Regions from separate parts of the Oryctolagus cuniculus genome. Here region 2 is linked to region 1. The links are chromatin contacts, called in public Micro-C maps. All regions are on one chromosome and are shown on one strand. The core of a region is the stretch at or near the end of the contact, and the rest is flanking DNA. Distances in the headings are between cores, read along the strand shown.

Evidence for each region. A called contact is a pair of places that touch in the nucleus more often than the background predicts.
Region 2: a Micro-C map of ear pinna shows a contact between it and region 1, with 4 times the contacts expected there. The contact joins two enhancer-like sites. A contact is called at or near these places in 3 of 6 Hi-C or Micro-C datasets (ear pinna, psoas muscle and an unstated tissue).

What each region holds. Positions count from the first base shown.
Region 1 is chr1:119,719,726-119,726,897 of mOryCun1.1, reverse strand. DCPS (decapping enzyme, scavenger) reads right to left here. Exons shown (of 6, transcript XM_002708301.5): 2 at 7,040-7,172. Among named protein-coding and RNA genes, the nearest start is that of DCPS, 7.3 kb to the right of the region's middle. Within about 2 kb of position 3,282, at least 1 of the 8 cell types and tissues checked has an H3K27ac peak or open chromatin away from gene starts, as enhancers often do.
Region 2 is chr1:119,863,094-119,870,265 of mOryCun1.1, reverse strand. The region is part of intron 5 of KIRREL3 (kirre like nephrin family adhesion molecule 3); the gene reads left to right. The region is part of intron 1 of LOC138843621 (a long non-coding RNA gene); the gene reads right to left. Among named protein-coding and RNA genes, the nearest start is that of ST3GAL4, 86 kb to the right of the region's middle. Within about 2 kb of position 4,140, at least 1 of the 8 cell types and tissues checked has an H3K27ac peak or open chromatin away from gene starts, as enhancers often do.

The DNA of each region.
Region 1 (7,172 bases), core at 2,033-4,532:
CTGGCCTGCCCCCACCAGGCAGAAGCTGCCTCCAGATTTTTTTTTTTTTTTTTTTTCCTGACAGGCAGAGTGGACAGTGAGAGAGAGAGAGAGACAAAGAGAAAGGTCTTCCTTTTCCGTTGGTTCACCCCTCAATGGCCGCTGCGGCCGGCGCGCTGCGGCTGGTGCACTGCAGCTGGTGCACTGCGCTGATCCAAAGCCAGGAGCCAGGTGCCTCTCCTGGTCTCCCATGCAGGTGCAGGGCCCAAGGACCTGGGCCATCCTCCACTGCACTCCTGGGCCACAGCAGAGAGCTGGCCTGGAAGAGGGGCAACCGGGACAGAATCCGGCGCCCCGACCGGGACTAGAACCCGGTGTGCCGGTGCCGCAGGCGGAGGATTAGCCTAGTGAGCCACGGTGCTGGCCAAGATTTGGGGTTGATCAGTGCTTTTCTGTCTTCACAGCCATGCATCAGTAGCCAGTGGACTGTCTGCTCTGCTTGTTTGTCAGTTCCTGTCCCTGGAACTGCACTGAGTGTGCCGTGTCGTCTTTCTTGCTCTCCATGGTGAGACTCAGCTGTGGTTCATTTTCACTGCCACACAGAGGTGGCTGTCCGTTCACTCTTTCCAGTTGTGTGTGTGTGTGCATGTGTGTGTGTTCTTTCTAAAACCAATTATGCTGCCAGGGAGACTCTTCTGGGAGTGACTTGTCTCCTAAAATGCTCCTCCCAAGCAGCTGCACCCCTCCCTCTAGAGATCCCAGCTTTGCCTCTTGCCTGTGGCGAAAGTACTTGGAGTTCCCTGCAACCGAAGGATGGTGCTATTCCCAGGATCCCAGCCCTCTGCTCCTTGCCCCAGCCTCGCTCACACAGGCGCCTGTCTCCGCTCTGAACCTGAGATTCCAGCCCCTGCATTCCGTCCAGGAAAACAATTGGCCTTTTTAGAGGCAGTCTGTGTTTCTGAGTCATACCTTTCTCCCTACCATCTCCCCCCTTCCCCAGGTAAGAGGGAACGAGCTCTCAATGAAAGGGCTCCATTGACAGCCCACAGGCGTGAGAATGGAGGCAGCAGAAGGGGCTGATGGAGGCTCTGCCCTGCCTGGATAGCAGGGGAAGCATTCAGATGTGGTGTGGATGGGGCCACTGTTGTGTGGCACAGCAGGTTAACCAGCCGTTTGGGACACCTGCATCCCATGTCAGAGTCCCAGCTCTTCTGCTTCCAATCCAGCTTCCTCCGAATGTATGACAGGAGGCAGCAGACGATGACTCAAGTTTTGGGGCCCTGCCAGACATATGAGAGACCAAGATTGGAGGCTCTAGCTCCTAGCTCTGGCCTGGTCCAGCCCTGGCTGATTGTGGATATTTGGAGGGGGTGAATCAGCAGATGGAAGATTCCTCTCTCTCTGTCACTCTGCCTTTCAAGTAGATAAAGATAAACAAGCAGGGGCCCGTGCTGTGGCACAGTGGGTAAAGCCGCCACCTGCAGTGCTGGCATCCCATATGAGTCCTAGCTGCTCTACTTCCAATCCACCTCTCTGTTATGGCCTGGGAAAGCAGTAGAAGATGGCCCAAGTCCTTGGGCCCCTGTACCACATGGGAGACCTGGAAGAAGCTCCTGGCTCCTGGCTTCAGATCGGCATAGCTCCGGCTGTTGCAGCCATCTGGGAAATGAACCAACGGATGGAAGACCTCTCTCTCTCTCTCTCTCTCTCTCTTTCTCTGCCTCTCCTTCTCTCTCTGTGTAACTCTTTCAAATAAATAAGATAAATCTTAAAAAAAAAAAAAAAAGACAAACAAGCAAGCATTAAAACAAACAAAAAGACATCATGCAGCCAGGCAGGGGAAAGAAAGGACACCTGTCCCAGTCAAGGCCTGCAGCTTTCCCCCAACTCTTCCCCTGGTTCACTCTACAGCTCCACGTAAGGCTCACATAATTGCAAAGGTAGAGAAACAACCATAGATAACACAGGAACAGCACTTATCAGACATAGTCCCTGTGCCAACTGCTGTGCTAAGTGCTTTAGATGCCTTATCTCAATAGGTCACAACCCCTGACAGTAACCACAAAGTCAATTTAGAAGGTTAAGACCAGTATTTTTTAAAAAGAAACACACAAGGCCAGAACAGAAGATACCAGAGGGTATCCATCAAATACAGCTAAGTTTCATTTCGTGAAACTTTTGTTTCACTGACACGTGTTCCTGTATATTTTTGTGTACTGGGTCCCAGAATAAAATGTCTCTCTGTGGTCAGAGGCTCAAAAATGTTGTAAAACACTTCCTTATCTATTTCATAATCAGTCCACTGAGGTCTGCTCAGCTACTAATCTAACAGAGAAAATAACTGAAGCTACTTTCCTAACAACTTCTGCGCTACACACCCTGGCCACCCGCCCACGGCCCACACTCCCGACACACCTGCCTGCTTTCTGTTCCTCTTTCCTCCCGAAAAACAGGTGCCCCTCCCTCAGCCCCACACCCTCCCCACATCCCTCCTCAGCACAGCTACTGGCTCCCTCCCAACCTTCAGGTCTCAGCGTGGGGGTCATCTCTGCTGCAGAGCCTTCCTGGACCCCCAGCCTGAGAAGCCCCTCTTGTGTGCATGGCCCCTCAGACGTGTGCCTCACTGCAACTCCAAAGACAGGGAGACTACCTGTTGTGTGCGTGACTACAGTCTAGCAGTTAAGGAGGGTGGCTAGCACAGCCAGGCAGTTCACATCTGCTAAGTGAACACAGAAACTTCCCAAGTCCTCATGGTTAGTGAGTTGCAAAGCCAGGATTTCAACCCAGATCTGTCTAACCCGAGGCTTGCTCTTAACCCCTGCATTATACTAAAACAGCATGTCATTGCTCCAGCACGCACCATACTACAAAGTGCTGGCAAGGCGGATGGAGCCCCAGCATGTCTGGCTCCCCGAGTCATATTCTCGCCATTAGCTCATAGGGCGGGGGCTGCAAGTGGCTCCCGGGAGCAGCCTCTTGTGGTCAGCCAAGAAGCTGGAAGGGACAAATCAATGAGAAGACTGCACAATCTTAGCCTGGATGAAGAATAGAAATTTGCTAAGGACCAGAGAAGTATCAGAAGAAATCAGCTGGGCACACAGTTTTGCTGATCTAGGAGAGCAGCCAGCTCAGAAAAGAGGAGTGGGGACTCCTGGGGGCAAACAGTATTCTGGGAAAGAGGGCTGAGAAAAGCAGCCAGAGACAGCATGAAAGCTCAATGTGGCAACTGTGTGGGAGGCACAGAGCTGCAGGAACTGCATGTTGAGGGCCATGTGGAGTTGGTGATTCTGAGACAGACTGGAGAGACAGGAGCCGGGGAAGATTCTAGTTCATCCAGTGACACCACAGACGCCAGAGGCGCAGGCAGCATGAAAACTTTGGCAACGCTGCCCCCTTGTGGCTGTGCAATGTCTGGCCCACGGGAAAAAGAACCAGTAGATGGGTTCATTCCAGGATTCACCCTTCAGTGATCACTTAATTAAGCACTAACATGGGTCTGGCTGCTGGGGACTGCAAATGAGTCTGCTGTGATTCAGTCCTCAAGGACCTCTGTCCTCTGGATCCAGATAGCAATCAAACCCTCCTACTTTTACCTCCTTCTCTGTGTAATAATTTGTGTATCTCACCGCCTCTTAAATAAGACTACAGGGCAGGGATAGAATCTCACTTGTTCTAAAGCTACAGGACCTAGCACCTGGCCAGCACAGTGGAGTAATAGTAGTGGCTACTCTGGAATATGGGTTTAGTGCTTTTAAATCTATCAGAGCGCTGGATTCTTGCATTTCACTTATGAGCTCTCCAAATGGAGACATCAAGCAGGCACGCACTTCACTAGGAATCTGAAGTTCTCAGGGAGGTCAGGATGGAGAAATGAAGGCAGGCATCACCTGCAGACGAATGGTGTTTTTTAAAGACTGGTGCCTGTGAAAGTTTAATGTGCATATAACTTGCCAGAAGATTTGGCTAAAATGCAGATTGTGATTCTGTAGTCTAGGGTGGGGCCTGAGAGTCTGGTTCTAACAAACTACCAGACAGTGCCAATATTGCTAGGGTGATGGCGCTGTGGTATAGGGGGTAAAGCCGCTGAGGCGCCGGTTCGATCCCGGCTGCTCCACTTCTGATCCAGCTCTCTGCTATGGCCTGGGAAAGCAGCAGAAGATGGCCCAAGTCCTTGGGCCCTTGCACCCGCCTAGGAGACCAGGAAGAAGTTCCTGGCTCCTGGCTTCAGATCAGCACAGCTCCAGCCGCTGCGGCCACCTGGAGAATGAACCAGCAAAGGGAAGACCTCTCTCTCTGCCTCTGCCTTTCAAATAAAATAAATAAATCTTTAAAAAAAAAAATACTACTGATCCACACACCACACTTGGGCAAAAACCTGAAACAAGGATTGACAAATATGGTCAACAAGTCAAACCTGGCCGCTGACAGCACATACAGCAAGCTAAGGGAGATGTTTTCACTCAAGAGACAGAGACCACGTGTGCTCCACAAAGCCTAAAATATTAGCTGTTTCTTTTTCTTTCTTTCTTTCTTTTTATTTTTGACAGGCAGAGTGGACAGTGAGAGAGAGAGAGACAGACAGAGAGAAAGGTCTTCCTTTGCCATTGGTTCACCCTCCAATGGCCACCGCGGCCGGTGCACCGCGCTGATCTGATGGCAGGAGCCAGGTACTTATCCTGGTCTCCCATGGGGTGCAGGGCCCAAGCACTTGGGCCATCCTCCACTGCACTTCCCTGGCCACAGCAGAGAGCTGGCCTGGAAGAGGGGCAACCGGGACAGAATCCGGCGCCCCAACGGGGACTAGAACCCGGTGTGGCGGCGCCGCTAGACGGAGGATTAGCCTAGTGAGCCGCGGCGCCGGCTTCTTTCTTTCTTTTTTAAGTTTACTTATTCCAAAGGCAGAGCAAGAGAGAGAGCGAGAAAGAGGAGGGGAGACAGACAGTGAGATTTTCCATCTGCTGGTTCACTCCCCAAATGCTTGAACAGCCAAGGCTGGGCCAGGATGAAGCCAGAAGTCAGGAAGTCCATCCACGTCTCCCTCATGGGTGGCACGGACCCAAGTATTTGAGCCATCACATGCTGCCTCCCAGGAGGCACATTAGCAGGAAGCTGGATCAGAAGCAGAAGCAGGACTTGATCCCCGGCATTCACATATAGGATGCTGGCATCTCAAGTAGCAGCTTAACCCACTGTGCTATAACACCCACCTCGCTATTTCATTCATTTAAAAAAAAAAATTGTTAGCCCTTACTTATCTAAATATCACCCAAAGATAGAGTTATAGCCAAACAAGGAAGACACAGGGCCAGGCTCTGAAGCAAATTGTTGTGACTTCCTGACCCCCAGGCCTAGTTTGAGTGGGGAAAGTAAGAGTGCAAAGCACAACCTGCATGCTAAGAAGGCAGGACAAGCCAACACCGAAGCTCTCAGGGGGGCAGGAAAAGGTTTATGGAGATGTGTGGGGCTGTGAATGTCAAAGAGGACCTGTGGTGTGCCACTGATCAACTGCCTCTTTCACTGCTTATCTTGAACCTTGAATAAAATGATGGAAACAGGGGGCGATCAACACCATTTGTGGGCAGTGCTAGAAAAATAAAACGCAAAAGAAAGCCTGGGAACCCACAGGTTGTTTCGTGCAGCACAGCCTTCTGAATTCTGGCTAAGGGTGAGGCAGGTTGGTGGAGGGGGTGCAGAAGGTGAGGGAAAGAGCAGGGAAACAAAATAATGGACCCAGAGCCTGCACTTGGGGGGCATCCCCGAGCCATGTGTAGCTACAATGCCTTCTTGTCATGCTTCTGCCACACCAGGTCAAAGAACATATTTGCTTAAATGTCAGTGCCTGAGAAAGTAAATACAGCTGAACATTTCCATCAACTTGACCAATTAATCTGGCTCTCTTTCAACAGAGGATCAGGCTGTTTTGCTCTCAGTTGTGAAAGGTTTGCTTGTCTGACATCAAGTGTTCACATGTATTTCCAAAGGACAACAATGGCACCCTTTCATGGGAGTGCAGAAGGACTTATCAAAAAGTCTGCGGAGCAGGATATCTGTAGATTCAAACTCTTCCTAAATGCTGGGAGGCAAACAGAAGACAGAGGGATGTGACAAACTGCCATGTGTTGCAAAACAGATTCCGGGATTTCTTCATTGGAAAGAAACTTTAAGATCAACCAGTGTCCTTCACGTTTCCAGTAAAGCACCTACAAACCTAACCGTCTAGAACAAGAAAGCATGTGTGCATGCTATGCCTGGCATCGGCCATGGAATAGTCTTCATCTGACTGAATTAAAAAATGCTTACAATCAAAAACAATCTCTGCTTATCATCCATGAGTTGCTGCCCTTCCCCAGTTCACTCCCTCAATCACACTGTCGTCTCCCCCAACAGCAAATGGGTTCCATCAAGTAGGCGACTGATCTCGGCAGCACCCCGCACTGCTGGGCCCACAGTATAAGAGTTGGCAGACGAGACCTCAGTCTACACAAAGGCCTTAGCTTTCCTGCCACTTGCTGGCTGTGTGATTTTGGACGAGTTACTTAACCTTTCAAAACCTGTTTCCCCACCGGCAAAGCCTTCTCATAGTAGAGCTATTTAGAGGATTAAATGATTAATACATGTAGAGTGCCTGGAATAGAGGCTAGTACAATGGTAAGGGTTCTGGAAGTGTTGAGTTACGATTGTTCAATTGGTAAATGAATCTATTATTTTATCCTATGACTCACACTCCTTCCCCCAAATATACTACATCAGAATAGGGTTTCTCAAGTTGGATTCAATTGACTTTTCTTTGCCATGGGGCTGTCCAGTGCCTTCTAGGATGTTTGGCAGCATCCCTGAACTCGACCCACCAGATGCCACTAGTACTCTTCTCACCAGTTGTGACAACACAGAAATGTCTTGAGATTGTCACATGTCCTGTGGGGTTAAACCCTCCTCTTTCACTGAGGACTATTGTACCAGAATATGCAAATCAGGTATCCATAGCTTGATGACCACATCCCCTAATTTCCCACCGTCCCACTCTCCGCACGTACAGCCACCTCATCCACCACTTGCTCACCACTCAGTTGCCTTGGAGGGAACAGGTGATAGGTGCTGTAGATATCATTGGAGAACTGCAACTGGAGTTCAGGGCTGCCGGTCAGGAGCTGGGCCACCTGGTCCACCTGAAATGGCGTCTTTTCCATGATCAC
Region 2 (7,172 bases), core at 2,891-5,390, 140 kb before region 1:
CAGAATTGTATCTGCCTTACATAGGGGGTTGTGAGCAGCGAATGATATTTGCAGAATACTCAGAACAGTGCTTGCTCTATCGTAAGCCCTATGCCAGTTGTTGTTTTGGTTTTTTGTTTTGTTTTGTTTTTTGTGGTTTTTTTTTGACAGGCAGAGTGGACAGTGAGAGACAGAGACAGAGAGAAAGGTCTTCCTTTGCCATTGGTTCACCCTTCAATGGCCGCCGCAGCTGGCACGCTGCGGCCGGCACACCGCGCTGATCCGATGGCAGGAGCCAGGTACTTACCCTGGTCTCCCATGGGGTGCAGGGCCCAAGCACTTGGACCATCCTCCACTGCACTCCCTGGGCACAGCAGAGAGCTGGCCTGGAAGAGGGGCAACCAGGACAGAATCTGGCGCCCCGAACGCAACTAGAACCCGGTGTGCCAGCGCCGCAAGGCAGAGGATTAGCCTAGTGAGCTGTGGCGCTGACCCTATGCCAGTTTTAACCATTATTCATGTTATTCTTACTGTGCAGGATAACATACTAGCTGGTGGCAGAAAGGCAAAGCTGTGACAAGACTCCCACCTGGAACCAAGGGGACTCTAGAATAGGTCTGCAAATCAGTGCAATACAGATCTCATGAGAGGCAGTGAGAGAAGGACAGGCGAGGCACTAGGGAGCAGGAGGAGCTGACTTCTGATTGGATGGGATCCGGCAACAGGTGTCTAGGAAGTACTCACAATGGGCCAAGCATCGTAGTACCTAGTAAGGAGAGAAAGGAGAAGCTGGCCAGATCCAGCCCCCAGGGAGCTCACAGCAGAGACAGCACTGAGCACCGTGTGCATCCCTGGAAGTGGGCACGTGGTCTATGGCAGTGCAGAGGCTGGAGAACAGCAGGGCGGGGCGGGGGGATGAGAAGGAGAGAGGGCTTCCTGGGGGTGACAATAACCTGAGTCTGAAAGAATCACCAAGGCCATCATCGCCTTTGACTGGAGAGAGGATGCGATTGCCGCCAGCTAAGGCTCAGGCAAAGACAGTCCCAGCAGAGGGAACTCTGCAAGCCAAAGTGTGTAGCTCTGAAAGGGCAGGCTGTCCTCGCCGGAAGGTGCAGAGTCCAGTTCAACCGGAGCTTGGGAGGCAGCCTCGCCAGGGGGAAAGCCGAATGCCCTCCATGGTAGGAGCTGATTTTATGAAGAACTTGAACGCTGTGGATAGCTGGGGTTGATCCTCCACGACAGTCACCTGGCCATAACGGAGGCAGAGCGGACTGCAGTGGGGAGACAGTAGATGCTGGGGCCCAGTTCTAAGATTCCTCCGGGAGCCTGAGGCTGGGGGCAGCCAGGAGCAAATCAGACCAGAGGCTGCTAGTGAGTAGCGGGCGCGTCTTTCTGCTGGAGGGGAGAAAGATGCCGTCTTCTCACCCAACACAAGGCTCGCTGCAGGCACCTCCACAGCAAAACACAGATTGCCAAGGGACAAGCATAGCAAGGTTCAAGTTTATGTCACCAAAGTTTTACTGACGCGAGAGCCTTCAGGAAAACAAGATCCGATGACCTAAGGCTTGGGCTCAATCAAAAATGAGCAGTTGTGCAGAAAAGTGATTGACCCAATGGCGATAAACCATGGGTCAGGCTTTCTGTTCCACTTCCTCTCGCCTCTCTGGGTTCTTCACTCCTTCCACCCACGTATAGGACAGGTCCAGAATAAAGGGGTTTTGATCTACTTTCAGAGGAGGTAAGCCACAGAAATGTGCGTGGCCAACTGTCACACAGAAAGGCACAGGGCAGAAAGGACAATTTCTGTTTCTGCTGTTTTCCTAATTTCCAAGGGGCCTTACTTTGGGGCTTCGTGTTCTGAGTCCTGACACTGCACAATCAAAACACCCCCAATACTGTGAGTGAGCAATCTAGGCTGAGCTCAACAGAGGGGATGCAGCCTGCCAGAAGTCACCGAACCCCCGGGACCATTTTGTGTGCCTTCACAGGGTACCAGAGACTGGGTTATGATGCACAGGCAGCTGTTGCTCTCAGTTGTGGGGGCTAGGAAGTCCAAGTTCAAGGTGCCGGTGTCTGGTGTGGGCCTTGGTGCTGTATCATCCAATGGCGGAAGGCAAGAGGATGAGTGGGAGGGGGCAAGAAATCGCACGCATGGCCTCAAACCCCTTTGTAATGAGCAACAGTCCATTCCCGGGAGTGGAGCCCTCTTGACCTCAACGCCTCCCATGAGGCCTCACTCCCAACACTAGTACATGCTTTGGGGGGCACACATTTTAACCACAGCAGAAGCCAAGCCAGGCAGGGCAGCACAGCATCACCCCTGGAGAACAGCTGGGTTTGCCACCCGGCTCCTGATGGGCACAGCAGGGGACGAGGAAATCAACTCCACTTTTCTAGGGGCCAGGGCAGCTGACTTCTAAGGCCCAGGCACCCTGCCCATCTCTCCCACGGGATTGCACCAGGCTGCTTAGAGCACCAAGAGCCCGCACGTCTGTAGAACCCTGGAGCCTCCGGGAAGCATCTCCCACACACCTCCCTCGAGCCTGCCTGTGCTTTGGTTCTTTTATTCTCTGTTTTATAAATGAGGAAACCAAAGCACAAGGAGACTGAGTGACTTGGCCATGGCCACGAGTTAGCAAACATGGCACCCAGCTTTGGAACCCAAGCAAAATGAACAGGGCAGTTGGGGAAGAAGTACTTTAATTGCAGGTGGTTCTTTATATTTTTTTAAGATTTATTTTATTTGTTTGAAATGCAAAGTTACAGAGAGAGAGGGAAAGAGATCTTCCATCTACTGGTTTACTCCCCAGATGGCCACAATGGCTGGAGCTGGGTCAATCCGAATCCAGGAGCCAGGAGCTTCTTCTGGGTCTCCCATATGGGTGCAGGGGCCCAAGCACTTGGACCATCTCTGCTGCTTTGTCAGGCTCATTAGCAGGGAGCTGGATTGGAAGTGGAGCAGACAGGACTTGAACAGGCGCTCGTATGGGATGTCGGTGCTGCTGGTGCAGGCTTTACCCACTGTGCCACAGTGCTGGCCCTTTGCAGGTGGTTCTTATCCACAAGGAAAATTTGAGGTAGGAAGTGATCAGGGGTGGGGGGAATGAAACTGAAGGGATTGGGAAAGACCCAAAAGTTCACTTTTCTGATGGCAGTTTTGGGGATTTTTTTTTTTCAAAAAAGATTTTCAGCATGCGCTGGGCGAATGAGTGACGGAGCAGGTGGATGGATAAGCAGAGTCTGTGAGGATCACCCCCGCACAGCACAGGGGATTGGAGCGGGAGGGAGTGAGGCTGAGGCGTGGAGATCCCTGCAAGCAATAACGAACCCCTGAGCCAGGAAGACTGACGCAGGGAAGGACCGACACAGCTGGGAGAGGTTTCAGGGAGAGATCGGGGGCTCAGCAATGGGGGATAAAGGGAGTGGGGCCCAGAAAGACCCCAGATCTCAGACTCAAAAACTGAACAGCAGTGCTGCTACCCAAAATAGGGACATGGGGAAGGCATGGCTGCTGGGGGAGATGGGGAATTTGGTGGCAGACAAGCTGGGGGCCACGGCCGTGGATAGTGGCATCATGGCTCTGGAGCTCAAGGGAGAGGCCTGGGCCAGACGTGATTGTTGGGGATTTATCATCTCAAAGATGGTGACCGCATCCACAGTTAGTGGAGGTTTTCGTGGATTATGTCTAGAACGAGACAACCTAGGCAAAACCGGCACTTAACACGTGGCAAGAAGGCGAGGAGGAACAGCCACGGCAGGAGGGAGGAAACCAGGAAGCCAAATTAGGATGTGTCTATGTCCTACCGTGTCATTATCTTCTTAGTACTTATCTACAGCAAACCTTACATTAGGTATTAGGTGTTGTGTATTGTCTGTCTCTGTCCCACTAGAATAGAAACTCCACCAGGGAAGGTGCTTTGTACCCCAATGCTTAGAACAGAGTCTGGCACACAGTAGGTACTCAACACAAGTTTTCCAAATGAAAAACTGGGAGCCAGCCCCTGGAAAACCAGGTCTTCCTTCCTGCGGTCTTGATGTCTGCAGTTCTGCACTCTGGCCATGAGGTGGCGCATCTGTGCCAGTGAGGGAACTACTGGCTGGGATTGTACAGGGCCTAGCCCTTGAGACCTGGGTGCAATGCAAGAGTGCAGAACGGATCTGGACAGCACAACTCACGCGTGCATTCCCCTAGCAGACATTGCTAAATCACCAAGCGCAAGCCAGGCTTTGAAATGCAGGAAGGGAAAGGCAGGGAGAAATGTGCCTGTCTGAATCCCACCCCCCACCCCAGCACCTCGGTGTCTGGGGGCCTGCGGGTAAGAGCAGGAGAGTTGACCTAACAGCTGGGAGGGGCTCTATCTGTAGGGGACACTGAACTTAATAATCAACATGTGTGTCAGCCTTTACAAACCTGTCACGTCTCTGTGTGTCATAAAAGCGAGCCTCATAACTCTGCAATATAAGTATTTTATTATCCCACTTCTCAGATAAGAGGGCTATGGTTATCAGAAAAGATAATCTGTCCATAATCCAACAGCGGTGGACTCACACCAAGTTCAGCCCGGCAAACATGTTTGCCGTACCACGCCCTGTGATACAGACTAGGGGAGGGGCAGGCGCCGACAGATATTTCCGAAAGTTGTGTTAAGATAGAGAAGCAGAAGGTGTGCACACAGCTAACGGGGAAAGTCTGAAAAGACTTCCTTGAGAGGGGCCCTCCTAGCTAAGTCCGGGTGAGATTGACCTGGGAGGAGAAGGGGGAAAGAGAACTCCACGTTGGAGCTGCGGAAGAGGCCTGTGCAGATGGCACGGAGGCCAGCTCTCAAAGCCAGCACGCGGGATGAAGCGTGCACCTTTCTCCCCTCCAGCCCAGGAAGGGGGCCGCCGCCAAGCCCAGGGGTCCCACACATGCTGTCGCTGCCCAGAGCAGTGCTCTTCAAACGTGGATGTGCATGCGAATGTTCTGGGAGCTTCTGAGGGTTCAGATTCTGGCTCAGGAGGCCCGAAGTGGAGCACACATGTCTCATCATCTCTAACAAGCTCTTGGGCGATGCCGCTGCTGCAGGCAGGTGCACCTGTGCACTGGCTCCGGGTAACCGGAGTCTCGGCATCAGCTCCAGCAGGGAAGGCTGTGTCTGGCTCCTGCTCAGCCCTCATACCCTCAGTGGGACACACAGAGAGCTGGTGAGAGAAGAATGCAAGGATCAAGGCAGGGAGGCCGGGGGGCGTGCAGGCTATGCAGGACTGAAGCCAGGGGTCTGGGGACACAAAGGATGCTGGAGGTGGGAGAAGCGCTCATTAGGATGAGCCTGAGGCCCTGGGGCCCTCCCTCCCCTGCAGTCAATGCTGGAACCCGTAGCACAGGCTCGACCAGCTGCCCACCCCTTCTCCAGAGCCCCCGGAGCCTAGACAGATCACCAACAGCAAAGGCGTATGAGCTGCCGGCTGCAAACTTCTCTCGATCTCACCCAAGGGTCTCTGATCTGTCACCTCTGCAGTCTGGGCTCCAGACACAACAGACTGGGGTCCCAGCCCCCCTAACAAGTGCCCTGGAGAAAACAGGCTGGGGATCACCCCCAGCGCCAGGCCATCCCCAGCCCGCGCTCCGCTCTGCAACACAGGCCCAGCTTCCCAGGCGGAGAGCCCCTCCGCAGCTTCCTGGAGGCCAGCCGGCCTCTCCTCTTTGCCCACCCCAACACCCACTCGCCCCGCTCTGGCTGGCCCTGCACCTGCACTCTCACACAGGATTGAAAAAGCCCCAATCTCAACAGCCAGTGCCAAGCATGGCCAAGTCTCCTGCTTGAGATCTTCCTTTAGTCATTCAACAGATACTCATTCAGCACCTGCTGTGTGCTGGGGCAGGTGCTGGGAGTGAGGAGGGGGTGGAAGGCACTGACCCCCAAGGGGCAGGGGCAGCAAGAGCCAGAAACACTGGCACTTGCAGGAAACCCAGAGGAGTTCAGATTTAGTTCTCAGTACACGGGGAAGCTCTGGAGGGCTTAAAACTGAGCAGGGATACCAACAGATTTGTGTCTTCAGTTTTTTTATTATTATTATTTCTTTAAGACACAGACAGGGCTCCCATCAGCTGGGTCACTCCCCAAATGCCTGCCAATGCCCAAGGCTGGACCAGGCTGAAGCCAGGAGCCATGAACCTAATCCAGGTCTCCCACACGGGTGGCAGGGACCCAACTAGTTGAGCTGCCTCCCAAGGCGCCCATGAGCAGGCTGCTGGGATCAGGAGTGGGGTCAGGACTCAAACCCAGTTACTGCAATATGGTTTGTGGGTGTCCCAACTGGCACGGTAGCCACTAGGCCAAGGGCCCACCCCCAGGTCCATGTTTTTAGGGGACCACTCTGCTGCTTTGTGAAGAATGCACTGTTCGTCAGCTGATCGAGACCCGGTGCTGCTTCCAGAGGGCTGAGTATCTGAGGTTCTCTGCTGTCCAGTCTGGGGGCAGAAGGATGGCCCAGTTGACCTCTGCCCTTGCTCGCTAGGCAGTAGAACCTTCCGTGTCGGTGCTGCCGCCTCCTGCCATCGGCCATGCATCTGATGGCATGGACGCCAGTCGTCTGGACTGGCAGAAGAGCTGGGGAAGTCCTGGAAGCCCAGGCAGGGTCCGTGTAGGTGGCCACGTGGCCCCAGAGGAAGCCCAGAGCACCACACTAGGAGAGTCTGCCCAGCCTGCTCAGGTGGAGTTGGCCAACCTGGGACAAAATGAGCTTGACACTGAGTGGTTGCTGGGCACAGAGGCAGCAAGTGGGCCAGCCGTTCCAGAACGGGAGGGAAGCCCTCTGAGCTCACTGCACCTTGCCCTCTGTTCAGCCAGTGTGCTGCGAGAAGGAGCCCAGCCCTGTGTTCCAGTCCAGAAGTCCAAGGCCTTTCCCAGGATCGCTTCTTAGAGACAGCCTTGGTCTGGGCATGGCGCAGGAGAGCTGGCTGCAGAATCTCGTCTCCCTCAAAGGGAGAAAAAGAACACTGGTTCATAAAACGGATGACAGCTTTGTCCGCCCTGGCTGGAGCCAGAACACAGCTCCCAAGCCCACTGCACCAGCTCCTTGTGCTCTGTGGTCTCAGTTTTCTTGTCAGTGCAGAACTGGGCTCTGTGATGTCTTCCTGCGCACCTTTGCACCTGTCAGTAGGCAGGGTCTCCCCCTGCACACAGGGAGAGGGACAGTGCCCCACACTGTCC